Linked DNA regions of Mus musculus: region 2 is linked to region 1. A link is a contact called in public Hi-C data. All regions are on one chromosome and are shown on one strand. Each heading gives the region's core, a stretch centred on a gene start, on an enhancer-like site or on the middle of the called end of the contact. The rest is flanking DNA. Distances are from core to core; before and after follow the strand shown. Region 1 has its middle 40 kb from the start of Ripor2. Region 2 overlaps Ripor2 (RHO family interacting cell polarization regulator 2).

Region 1 (5,905 bases), core at 866-3,365:
ATCCTGGATCTCTGGGAAACCAAAACCCATGAGTGCTCATGGCTTCTATATATTAATCACATATAACCAGCACCAACTTCTCTACCGTGTAACCATCCCTAAGTCACTTATAACACTGAGTAACGAAAATGCTATGTGGATGCCATGTTGCTTTGGGGAAAAGTAACAAGAAACGACTGCCCATGTTCAGTGCAGATGCAGTTTGCATTTCAAGTATATTTCTTTCTCCAGTGTGTGTTTGTGTGTGTATGTTTGTGATGCATGCACATGTGTATATGTGTGTTAGCATGGGGGAGGTACCATGTGTACGGATGTATGTGTGTGTGCATGTGGAGAGCAGAGAGTGGTGTAGGGAATCATCCTTGTTGGCTCCTCCACTTTACTCACTGGGGAAAGGTCTTTCAGTCAAACCCAGGCTCGCAGGGAAACCCAGAGCTTGTGGATACGTCTACTGTTGGGAGCCAGGTTCCTCTGGGACTCTCCCGTCTCTACCTTCTGAGGCTGAAATCACAGTCAGGCCACCACACCCACATGGCATTTACATGGGTTTCTGGGGATCTGAACTCCCATTCTCACACACAGAATTTGCTGGCAAGTGTTTAACCATGGGAACAGTTCTCCAGTCTCACAAGTATTTTATCTATCTATCTATCTATCTATCTATCTATCTATCTATCTATCTAAGAATCAAAGCATGCATATAGGATACAGAGGACATACATTGTGCCACCCCAAGTCCTGGTGCAAGAGGGCTGAACAGACATGTTCTCTTCTAATCAGTCATCCAGCGCATGAGTTGACATGATTTTGTCTGCCAAACATGGGACTAGGAACCTCCAATTTTATTGACAAAGATATTTCTCCCAGGAAAGGGTGCCACTGAAAGCAGCTTACTAAAGAATTCTAAACATGTTTGTAGTGATAATACACTTTTCTCTACCATTTTCTTTCCACCCTTTGCTGTTGTTTGGGGATTCAGCCTCATTTTTGATTTTCCTAGTTATTCCCCCATTTTGATGTAACAAAAGGGAACTAGCCAAGTGTGATAGCACAAACCTGCAATTCCACCAGCTGGCAGACTGTGGTAAGTGAATCTTGAATTTGAGGCTGTCCTGGGCTACACAGTGAGACCCTGTTTCAAAATCTATTTTGGCTGCTTATAGTGGCTCATGTCTATAATCCCAACACTCAGAAGGCTGAAGCAGGAGGATTGTCATGTGTTCAAGGACAGCCTGGGCTACACAGTGAGTTTTTAGGCTAGCCTGGGCTACATAACAAAATCTCCTTAAAAATAAAAAGAAAACAACAAGAACAAAAACTGTTTAATATACACATATGCCTACATGTACATATATGTATGTATATATATGTATGTATATATATATGTATATATATGTGTGTGTATATATGTATATATATATATGTGTATATATGTATATATATGTGTATATATATATATATACACACACACACACACACATACATACATACATTTTTTTCAATGATGGGGATAAAAACTAGAGCTTTATGCATTGTAGGTGAGTATTCTACCACCGAGCCACATTCCTAGCCCTGAAAACTGTAAAATGCTTAATAGACAAACATATATATACATTACAAATGCTCTGAGGAAATACTGCCCATAAGCACTCATACAATATTTTGGTGGTAGCTATTTCCAGCATTGGCTTTGGCAATTTCTGAGCATAATTTCCACTGGTCTTCTATGCACAGTAGCCATTTTGGAGGGCACAATCTAGTTCTCTTTTCTGCACAGCACTGGAAAGAGGGCACATGGGAACGGAACTTGTGGTGAAGGCCACCTTGCCACAGAGCGACCCCGCCCTGCCTACCTTCCTCTGGATCTAGTAGTAAATAGTTGTGTATGGTAAATACAGATTCTGCAGTGAGCATTGCCACATCGCTATCTCTAATGGAATGAACCGGATTGTAAAATTTACACCTCTTTTGAAATGCGATGAAGCAACAGAGTTCAGAAATAGGAAGCACACAGTCGCTGGACCACATTGTGCTCTTTTGCACAATGTGCAGGAGCCAACATGAGAAAGCTACCGCAGAGGAAACAGCACAGCTGAGGCTGCAGGCTGTGTGGTCGGAAAGGTGCGGGCAGGAGTGATGCCCCACCCTTCCAGCATCCTCCTGTTGTCGCTCTCAGCCTCTTCAACCCTGCATTATTCTTTTCTCCCCACCATCCTTTCAACATTCACTGGGCACCCAGCCCTGGATTCTGATGACAGTACTCAGAGTGACATGCTGATGGAGACTAAAGAGGAGTTCTGACCAGGGGCCCTGATTTGCAGTGTGTACTAATGTCTATAGCATGCATACTTTCTCTATTAATTTCAAAGAAACCTAGCCTTGCTGAACACAAATCTGGGTAGGGTTACTGTACTGGGTGTACAGTAGCTCACCACTTGATGGTGTCTCTACCATTGCACTTTACAATACAATATTAATGCTAATGAAGGCGCACTTTTGTGTGAGAAACAGGAATATCCATCTCTTGGTTTTTAGGTTCCAGTGTAGTAAGTGGAGACTGATGGGTATCAGACATTATGTAGCATCGTTTTAAATCTTATTTATTCATTTCTACATTTGTAGAATTTAATTTTCAATCATGGTTATTTTAACAAAAGAGCTCACACTATTTCTTTAATTTTTACAATTGCCCCAAATAGCCGTGCCCACCCTGAATGGAGTTCTGTCTGACCCAGGAAGGTTCCAGCCATGTCAAGCAAGGAACAGAAGGCCATGAAGTAAAGTGCCAAGTGCCCGAGGGTAGATAAGACCCTCCATCAGAAGACTCCAAGAACCGAGATGCAGTCAACCCTGCGGACAATCCAGTAGTTGGTACCAGTGAGATGGGCAGTCATTGCTCAGATTCAGATGTGCAAGAGGCCCCGAGCCTGTTCAGAAGAGGATGCAGGATTTCTAAGGTGATGCTACTTAGTTTCTTATGGAAAAGAGGAAGCAGTTTGAAAAGGATGTAAATGCCTCTTTCAGAAACCTGAATGAAAGCCTCCAGGGTATTCTGAAAGCTCAGCAGAAGTCAAGGCAGGAGCTTGAGTCTGTGTACTGTGAAAGGTATGGGTCCCTATACCAGAAGTGTCTAGATGAGGTGGGCAGCACAAGGGGCCAAGAAGAACACCTCGGTTTTATAACAGCAGCAAATGAAGATTTTACAGACAGGTATAGCAGATCATGAAACCAAGCTTGAAAATACTGAAGATATGTCTGACACATTTTTGAAGAAAGCCAACGACTTGAGTAAACATCGCAGACCCCTTTTTGGCAGTCAGCAAACAAATGTAGAGAAGGAAATCTCGAAGGTACAGGGCAGAGTTACCATGGAAACTCAAGAACAAGATGTATCTGTTGTTGAAAGGTACCTTCAGTCCCTGATCCTTGACCACTCTGAAGCTCACACATAGGGTGCACAGGGAAGAGAGCATCAGCCATGCTAGAAGACATTAGTAGTCGCCAGTGCGGCTCCTTTCTCTTTACTCTGTTTGTTACAGTTGAGACTGAGACTCTGTTAACCATTAAGTGAAGCCCCAGCAGTCCTGTGAGAAGCAACAGCTAAGTGTGGAACATCCAGGACCATGACAGCAAGAGAGATACATTCTGCAGTGTGGCAATTACATTTTGGAAACAAATGTCATTTGATTTTGTGGTTGGTTCTCTGTCTCTTCCCTAAAGTGAGTGTTACCTTACTTATTTTAGGAAGAAGTGAATAAAGATAGGACCTGTAAAAAAAAAAAAAAAAAAACCCAAAAACCCAAAACAACAACAACAATCCAAAACCAAAATCCAAATAAACAAACAAAAAACATGGCTGGCAAGATGGCTCAAAGGGTAAGAGCACTGATTGCTCATCCGAAGATCCTGAGTTCAAATCCCAGCAACCACATGGTGGTTCACAACCATCGGTAATGAGATCTGACACCCTCTTCTGGTGTGTCTGAAGACAGCTACAGTGAACTCATATATAATAATCAATAAATTTTTGGGCCTGAGCGGTCAGAGTCGACTGGAGTGAACGGGGCTAAGCAGGACTGACCAGAGCAAGTAGAGGTCCCAAAATTCAATTCCCAACAACCACATGAAGGCTCATAACCATCTGTATAGCTGCAGTATACTCATATACATAAAATAAGTAAATTGATTAAAAAAGAAAAACAATTGCCCCTTATAAGTAGGTCTGGACAGGATTCCAGCATTGTAGTGGACAAAAATTGAGCATGAGGTCTGCTCCCTGAAAGCTTTAAGAAGACATATGACCCAGGTGAACGGTAGTAGTCATAGAGTTGATGTGGGTGTACCATAGAAGGAAGTGCTGGGCACATTCATTGGTTGACTAGATTGCTTCATCTTCCCATTCCCCATGTCATACTGAAAGCTCTAGTCCCCTAGTTATGGCTATATCTGGAATATGAAAGTAAAGGTAAACGAAGTCCTAAGGCTGGGGTGGGGTGGGTCCCTGATCTAATGCAACTAGTGTCCTTGTACAAGGATATGCCAGAGAGCTCCATCTTTAAAGCATACACCAGGAAGTAGGGCAGCTGAGGGCAAGAAGGGAGCCCTCACAGAATCCACTGTGATGTGTTTCAGTTCATGCAATGCCAAAATATGGCACTGTGGCATTTAAAGAAACAGCTCAGTCTGAGGAAGATGAGTTCTGGCTGGGAAAATAGCCTGTGATAGGGACTGCCCGGCTTGTATGAAAGCTCTAGCTACAGCCCCTTAGTACTGAAAAATAAAACCAACAACAACAAAGGTGAACTGGGTTGGTTTCACCTTCCCCTTGTCCTTCTCCAAAGCCAACATAAGACCCCCGCTGAGAAGTCCGTTCTCTGCACAAGAAGGAATGTTCTTCTATTTATAAGGAAGATCTACTTATTGTACTTATAGGAATATACTGTAGCTGTCTTCAGACAAACCAGAAGAGGGCATCAGATCCCATTACAAGTAGCTGTGAGCCACCATGTGGTTGCTGGGAATTGAACTCAGGACCTCTGGAAGAGCAGTCAGTGCTCTTAACCACTGAGCCATCTCTCCAGTCTGAATGCTCTTATTTTTTACAGACACAGAGAAACTCAACACTCAGCTACCCCAGCTCCCAGCGTAAATCAGACTTCTCTTACCCAATCACCTCTCTGTTCAGCTCTTCATCAGTCCATAGCATAAGTAGGCACAGGTTTCTCTGTTTTAGAACAAAGAGTTTTCATTCCTGAAAACCCTTGTGTCCTGTAGGGCTTATATTAAGTTCATTTGAGTGTTTTTCTCTAGTTCTTCTGTCTCTGTATACAGGGGTCTCAGCTATGAACTTAAACAAGATGGGAGGGGGGAAAAGGATCTTTTCCTGTCCATCTGAAGCCTTGATCTTGGATTAGAACATTAAGCACCATGAAAAAATAAACCTTTGCTGTCTAAGTTGCCTGGGCAGTGGTTATATTGTTAAGATAGCTTTAGCACACACAGAGTGCCAGAATGAAATGCCCTTGAGGAAAGACTGGCAAGTTAGATCAAATACCAGCTAACACACAGAGTGGCTGCTCTGCACTCGGCAGGTAGCCCCTCCCTATTCAGCAGGTAGCCCCTCCCTACTCAAGCTTTTTTGCATCTGAAGCTACTAACATCTGGTATAATTGCATCCTTGGCAGAGTGGGCAAAAAGAAGTCTTACATTAGAACCCAGAGTCAGCAACCCAGAGGAGGCAAGGACCGGGAGAATGGAGCTGTTCCATGCAACATACTGAACGATGCAGGCCCAGTTCCTCTCAGTGATTTCCTTTGGCAATGCAATGAATAGAATAAGTTAGAGTAGTGACATGCCCAGGGATCACAACATTGAGAACAAGGACAAAGCCTGAGAACGTCTTTGG
Region 2 (5,496 bases), core at 1,927-4,426, 83 kb before region 1:
TTATTCAGGACGCTCTCTGCACCCCCCCCCCCCATCCTTTCCTCAGTGGGAACCTTCACTTAACATTTTTTATTTTTTCTTTTCTTCTTTCTGTCTGTCCCTCTGTTCCTCTTCCTTCCTTCCTCTTCTTTCCTTCCTTCTCTCCTTCTTGCCTTTCTTTCCTTCTCTCTCTGTCTCTTTTTCTTTTTTAAAGATTTATTTATTTATTTATTTCTATGTATTTGAGTACATAGTTGCTGAACAGATGGTTGTGAGCCTTCATGTAGTTGTTGGGAATTGAATTCTTAGGACCTCTGCTCACTCTGGCCAATCAATTCTACTTGCTTCGGCCCAAAGATTTATTTATTATTATATATAAGTACACTGTAGCTGTCTTCAGACAGCGCCAGAAGAGAGCATCAGATTTCACTACAGGTGGTTATGAGCCACCATGTGGCTGCTGGGATTTGAACTCAGGACCTTCGGAAGAGCAGTCAGTGCTCTTACCCGCTGAGCTACCTCGCCAGCCCTTTTCTTTTCTTTTCTTTTCTTTTCTTTTCTTTTCTTTTCTTTCCCTTTCCCTTTCCCTTTCCCTTTCCCTTTCCCTTCCTTCTTTCTTTTTCATTCTTTCTTGACAGTGTCTCACTGTGAAGCCTAAGCTGGCCACAACCTCACAATCCTCCTGCCTCAGCCTCAAGAGTGCTAAGATTATAGGCATGGACCAGCAGACCCGACTTAATTTTCTGTTTTCTTTTGAGACAGTTTACAGCTAGCTTTGTACTCAGATCCTCCTGCCTCTGCCCTAGCAACCCCTCCATCCATCCTGGGCTCAAGCATCTACAACAGTCTGGTCATGTGTTTGCTCATGTATGCCCACTGCGTGAGGATGTGATACTCAAAGGTTCCCCTCCACCCTGCATCTCCAGACAACTGTGGTGTCCTGGGGTCATGAAGTGACAGAGGCTGGTGTGCATAGCTTAGCAGCTCTTGTCCCCATGTCTTTATCATCACCATCTCGAGGGCAACTGCCTTTCAGATTGTAGTTAGTTGTGGAGTTGAGCAAAAGGGAAGTGTGGGAGGGTGTGGCAGGAGGAACTCAGGGGTTGTCAGATCTGAGAATGTGATGCAAGTGCTTGGCTTTGGGAACAGGGGTGAGGGTAGAGGTTGAGGTGTATACTAATCAAACATAATGGACAGCAGTAGCTCATGAGAATTTGGGATGTCTTCTCACTCCTTTTGTGGAGGGAGAAAAGGACGGGGCGTGTGTGTGTGTGTGTGTGTGTGTGTGTGTGTGTGTGTGTGTGTGTTTAATCAGAGCTGTAGTTTCTGGGTTTTTTACGTTAGGAGGGTAGAGGTGATAAAAGTTGAGTTTAGGGCAACCAAGGAAGCATAAGAGAAAAGTGGGCAGAGGGATAGCAGAGCATATGGCTCAGGCATTCAGTGTCTCAGCCCAAGTCACTCAGTTCACAGTTGGTGACCAGGGCATCCACCCATGACAGAAGCTTACTCCCTCCAGATCTGAGATTTGGATTATGTGGGTGGGTGGGTGGGTAGTCCCTTCCCCATGCCATACCTTTTAGGTGCTTATGTTTTAAGCTGATGGGAATCCCTTCTCTAGTGAAAACTGGCATTTGATGGTTGATAGTGTCTGCTCAATTATTAGGACTTCTTCATAATGTGGCATTGAGGTGGTCATGTACTGGCAGCGGTGATGGTTAATTTCCATGGTCAAATTGTTTGAATAAGGAATGCCTAGAAGTGGGTATGGTGGTGGCTGACTATAGTGAGCAGAGTAAGAAATGCCTTTTAGACATGTAAAAATAGTGAGGATCCCACAAGACTGGGGAGTCTCCTGAGCCAGGACTACTGTTGGAGACTGAAACCAGACCTTTAGCTAAGTTATGTTCACAGGTGAGCAGATTTGGAGAGCTAGGCTAAGAACCATAGTTAAGAATTTACAGTGTGAACCTTGTGTGATGACCCTCAGCATAAGAAAATACAACGTTTGTTATACAAACTAAGTATGCCTACCTTATTGCTCGAAACAGTGACTATAACCCTAGCACTCAGTGGGTAGTGAGTGGTAAGAATATCAAGAGTTCAAGGTCAGCTTCAGGTATGTAACAAATACTCAATGAGACCCCATCCAGAAATAAGGAAATGAAAGGGAAGGGAAGGGAAGGGAAGGGAAGGGAAGGGAAGGGAAGGGAAGGGAAGGGAAGGGAAGGGAAGGACGAGACTCTGAGAATTAATGAGGCATAACCCTTTGGACATGTCCATGAGGGTGTTTCCAAGATCTTTAGAAGTTAAGACACACCCTGAATGCAGGCTTGGATATTAAACTGAATAAAACAAACAAACAAACAGGAGTGGTGGTGAGGTGAGCATCAGCATTGTCCTTTTTCTGCTCCTGGTCCTGGGAAATTTAAGGCATCTCAACTGCAGACCCCCACAGCCATGAGCTCTTTTATACCCTCCCGCCATGACCAAGTGTCCCCCACTCAAGCCATAAACTACAACAAACCCTTTCTTCCCAAAGTTCCCTTTTGAATCAGGTATTTGTCATAGAGATGGGAAAAGTAACTTAATGTAGGAGCCAGGACCCCAGGATTCAGCTTTAAGTCTGATGTCAGCTTACTGTGTGGCCTTGGAGACGTCATCTAATGCTTTTTGGCTACTGGTGTCCACACATGAAATGGAAGAAATTATCCCTCTCATCAAAAACAGAAGCATCTGATACCAGTGAACATCAGAAACGGCCTCAGCAGCCCTGTGTTAACACACGTGCTGACCCCAGTCTCTGTGTGCTGGCCTACATGCCCTGGGACGTGGGCAATCCTTGTGTTAACACTGGCAAAGTAACTCTGCTTTGTATGCTTGACTGCAATGAATCAGGCCGCTGACAGAACCATCCTGAAAGTTCAAAGAGACCTCTAGAACCTCCGTCCTGGCTGTGCAGATTCTGAACTGCTGAGAGGGAGCATGGTCCAGAGTGGTTTTGAACCACGAACTCAGGTAGAGACCTTAAGTGGAAGCAAATGGACCTGGAAAGTTAGAAAGATGCAGATGTCCATCACAGGCAAGGCGTTATGTATGTGCTTCACACACTTGCCGGCTGCCTGAGGAGGTCAGAGAGGGTATCAGATCCCCGGGGACTGGAGTTACCAGTGGTTGTAAGCTGCCGTGTAGGCACTGGGAACTGAACCCACATCCTCTTCAACCACTGGTGTTCTTAACTACTATGTCATCTCTCCAGCTCCACCCAGAACTGCTTTTAGAGGGGGTTTCCCCTTTTCACTCTTCTTATCACAGAGAGTGGGTAAGGTAATAATGCCCATTAGCGACCTAAGGATCAAACTGTTAAACAAGCAAACCAACCCAGAGAGAGGACTGCAGGGGCCCAGCTGCTCAGTACAGTTAAATGAGCCAAACATGGGAGAGAAAAGGGCTGGCTGTGATGCCACTGTCCCACGGCCCTGATGGGCACTGTGGACACTGCAGTGTGAGGCTCACCACATCTAGCTAGAGTTTTCCTTTTTCCTTTTGGGCTGCAGGTGCTGTAGCTTAAAGTAACAATGCTCTCGATTCGAACAGACTCACAGCAGCAACATGGGAGTGGAGGGACAAATGAAGTGATTGATGTGGCAGCAAGCCGTGGTGACATGGGTCTGGTGAGACAGGTATGGTGAGATGGGTATGGTGAGACAGGTATGGTGAGATGGGTATGGTGAGACAGGTATGGTGAGATGGGTATGATAAGACAGGTATGGTGAGACGGGTCTGGTGAGACAGGTATGGTGAGACGGGTATGGTGAGATGGGTCTGGTGAGACAGGTATGGTGAGATGGGTATGATAAGACAGATATGGTGAGACGGGTCTGGTGAGACAGGTATGGTGAGACAGGTATGGTGAGATGGGTCTGGTGAGACAGGTATGGTGAGATGGGTATAGTGAGACAGGTAAGGTGAGACAGGTATGGTGAGATGGGTATGGTGAGACAGGTATGGTGAGATGGGTATGATAAGACAGGTATGGTGAGACGGGTCTGGTGAGACAGGTATGGTGAGACGGGTATGGTGAGATGGGTCTGGTGAGACAGGTATGGTGAGATGGGTATGATAAGACAGATATGGTGAGACGGGTCTGGTGAGACAGGTATGGTGAGATGGGTCTGGTGAGACAGGTATGGTGAGATGGGTCTGGTGAGACAGGTATGGTGAGACAGGTATGGTGAGATGGGTCTGGTGAGACAGGTATGGTGAGATGGGTATAGTGAGACAGGTAAGGTGAGACAGGTATGGTGAGGCGGTCCTATAATCCCAGTGCTTGGCCCATCACAGGAGGAGAATTGACTGCCGTGAGTTTGAAACCAGCTTGAATTACACAGAAAGATTTTGTCTTCAAACTAAAAAGAAGATATTCAAAGTAGATAAATAAACAGATGGCTAAATGACAATGTAAAGAGGCTGCCAGGTAATCTAGAAGGCTGGATGGGGGTTTGTGTTAGATTAAAGGGAGCCCAACTGACAGCTAATTATAACACATGGACCTTGTGTGGGTCCTAATTGAAGCAACACAACTCTAGGAAGCATTTGTGAGACAGCTGGGGATATCTGCCAATGAACTAGGTTAATAACAAAGACTTGCTAATTTCATTAGATGCGATAATGGGACAACGGGCTGAGGCACTGCGGTTACATTACGTAAGATGGCCCTATTCTTTCAGAACTGTACTGAAGTTTACAGGTGCTGATCAGTGGAGTGACATACTTGGCTTTTCCTCCTCTGGAGTTTTCTAGTTCATCAAAGGGAAAAGAAAAAGTGGCAAAGCCTTGGTGATTACTGAGTCGTGGGATGGATTCCGAGGTTTGTTGTTTCACTCATCTAATAGACACCATTTTCAAATGCGAAGGCAAGGTACAAGAAGAGACCCATCAAGAAATCATCATGGTGGAAGGCCCAAGAGCAGGCAACCCCATGTCTTTGCAATGACATGCCTTCTCATGAAGCTCTGTGGACGACATGGCACCTTTATCCCTCTCTGAACAAGGACAGATTACCTTTCATCTTGATGGAGAATTCTCCCAGCAGACTCTCCAACTCCGCTTCAATGGCACACATGTTCTGCAAAGAGCATAGGAAATGATGTCAGATCTGCATTCCTCTGCACGGTGGCACAAGACGTCTCGGCAATGATAACATTGAACGAGAGGCATGTTCCTGTCTTCCACGAGTACACAGTACCCGCTGCAGGACAGGCAGCACGACACACCGCTCCGGGTGCATGGGATAGCTGGGGCTTAGGTGGACAAGTTAGATGATATCAAAGTAGTCAGACATCTCTAGAGTGTGGATGTTCTAAGAACAGACTCGGGACTGTACAAAAAGGCATTGTGACAGAGAATCAGCCATGCACACTAAATAGGAAGAGATCCACGCTCCAGGTTAAACATGCTGGGTCAGCTACTCTCTAGTGTGTGCCTGTTTCATAATATCATGTTATATACTATGCATTC

The links. Hi-C and Micro-C count contacts between places; a contact is called where the count stands out from the background.
Region 2: a contact with region 1 is called in a Hi-C map of group 2 innate lymphoid cells, with 2.7 times the contacts expected there. The contact joins two enhancer-like sites. A contact is called at or near these places in 11 of 39 promoter capture datasets (3T3-L1-derived adipocytes, the HPC-7 cell line, cranial neural crest and 5 more), 2 of 15 datasets of contacts at CTCF or cohesin (large pre-B cells and pro-B cells), 26 of 484 Hi-C or Micro-C datasets (B cells, CD4 T cells, the CH12 cell line and 16 more), 8 of 115 datasets of contacts at active chromatin or transcription factors (CD8 T cells, bone marrow-derived dendritic cells, effector CD8 T cells and 5 more) and 5 of 9 other capture datasets (adipose tissue, embryonic stem cells, liver and 2 more).

Annotation. Positions count from the first base shown.
Region 1 is chr13:24,595,896-24,601,800 of GRCm38.p6, reverse strand. It overlaps a transcript of Ripor2 not described here and the pseudogene Gm11346. Among named protein-coding and RNA genes, the nearest start is that of Ripor2, 40 kb to the left of the region's middle. Within about 2 kb of position 2,115, at least 96 of the 459 cell types and tissues checked have an H3K27ac peak or open chromatin away from gene starts, as enhancers often do. A contact at or near this core is called in CD8 T cells, Th2 cells, effector CD8 T cells and 3 more, where this site is marked.
Region 2 is chr13:24,680,236-24,685,731 of GRCm38.p6, reverse strand. It overlaps Ripor2 (RHO family interacting cell polarization regulator 2), which reads right to left. Exons shown (of 23, transcript NM_029679.2): 8 at 5,041-5,104. Among named protein-coding and RNA genes, the nearest start is that of Ripor2, 44 kb to the right of the region's middle. Within about 2 kb of position 3,176, at least 25 of the 459 cell types and tissues checked have an H3K27ac peak or open chromatin away from gene starts, as enhancers often do. A contact at or near this core is called in CD8 T cells, Th2 cells, effector CD8 T cells and 3 more, where this site is marked.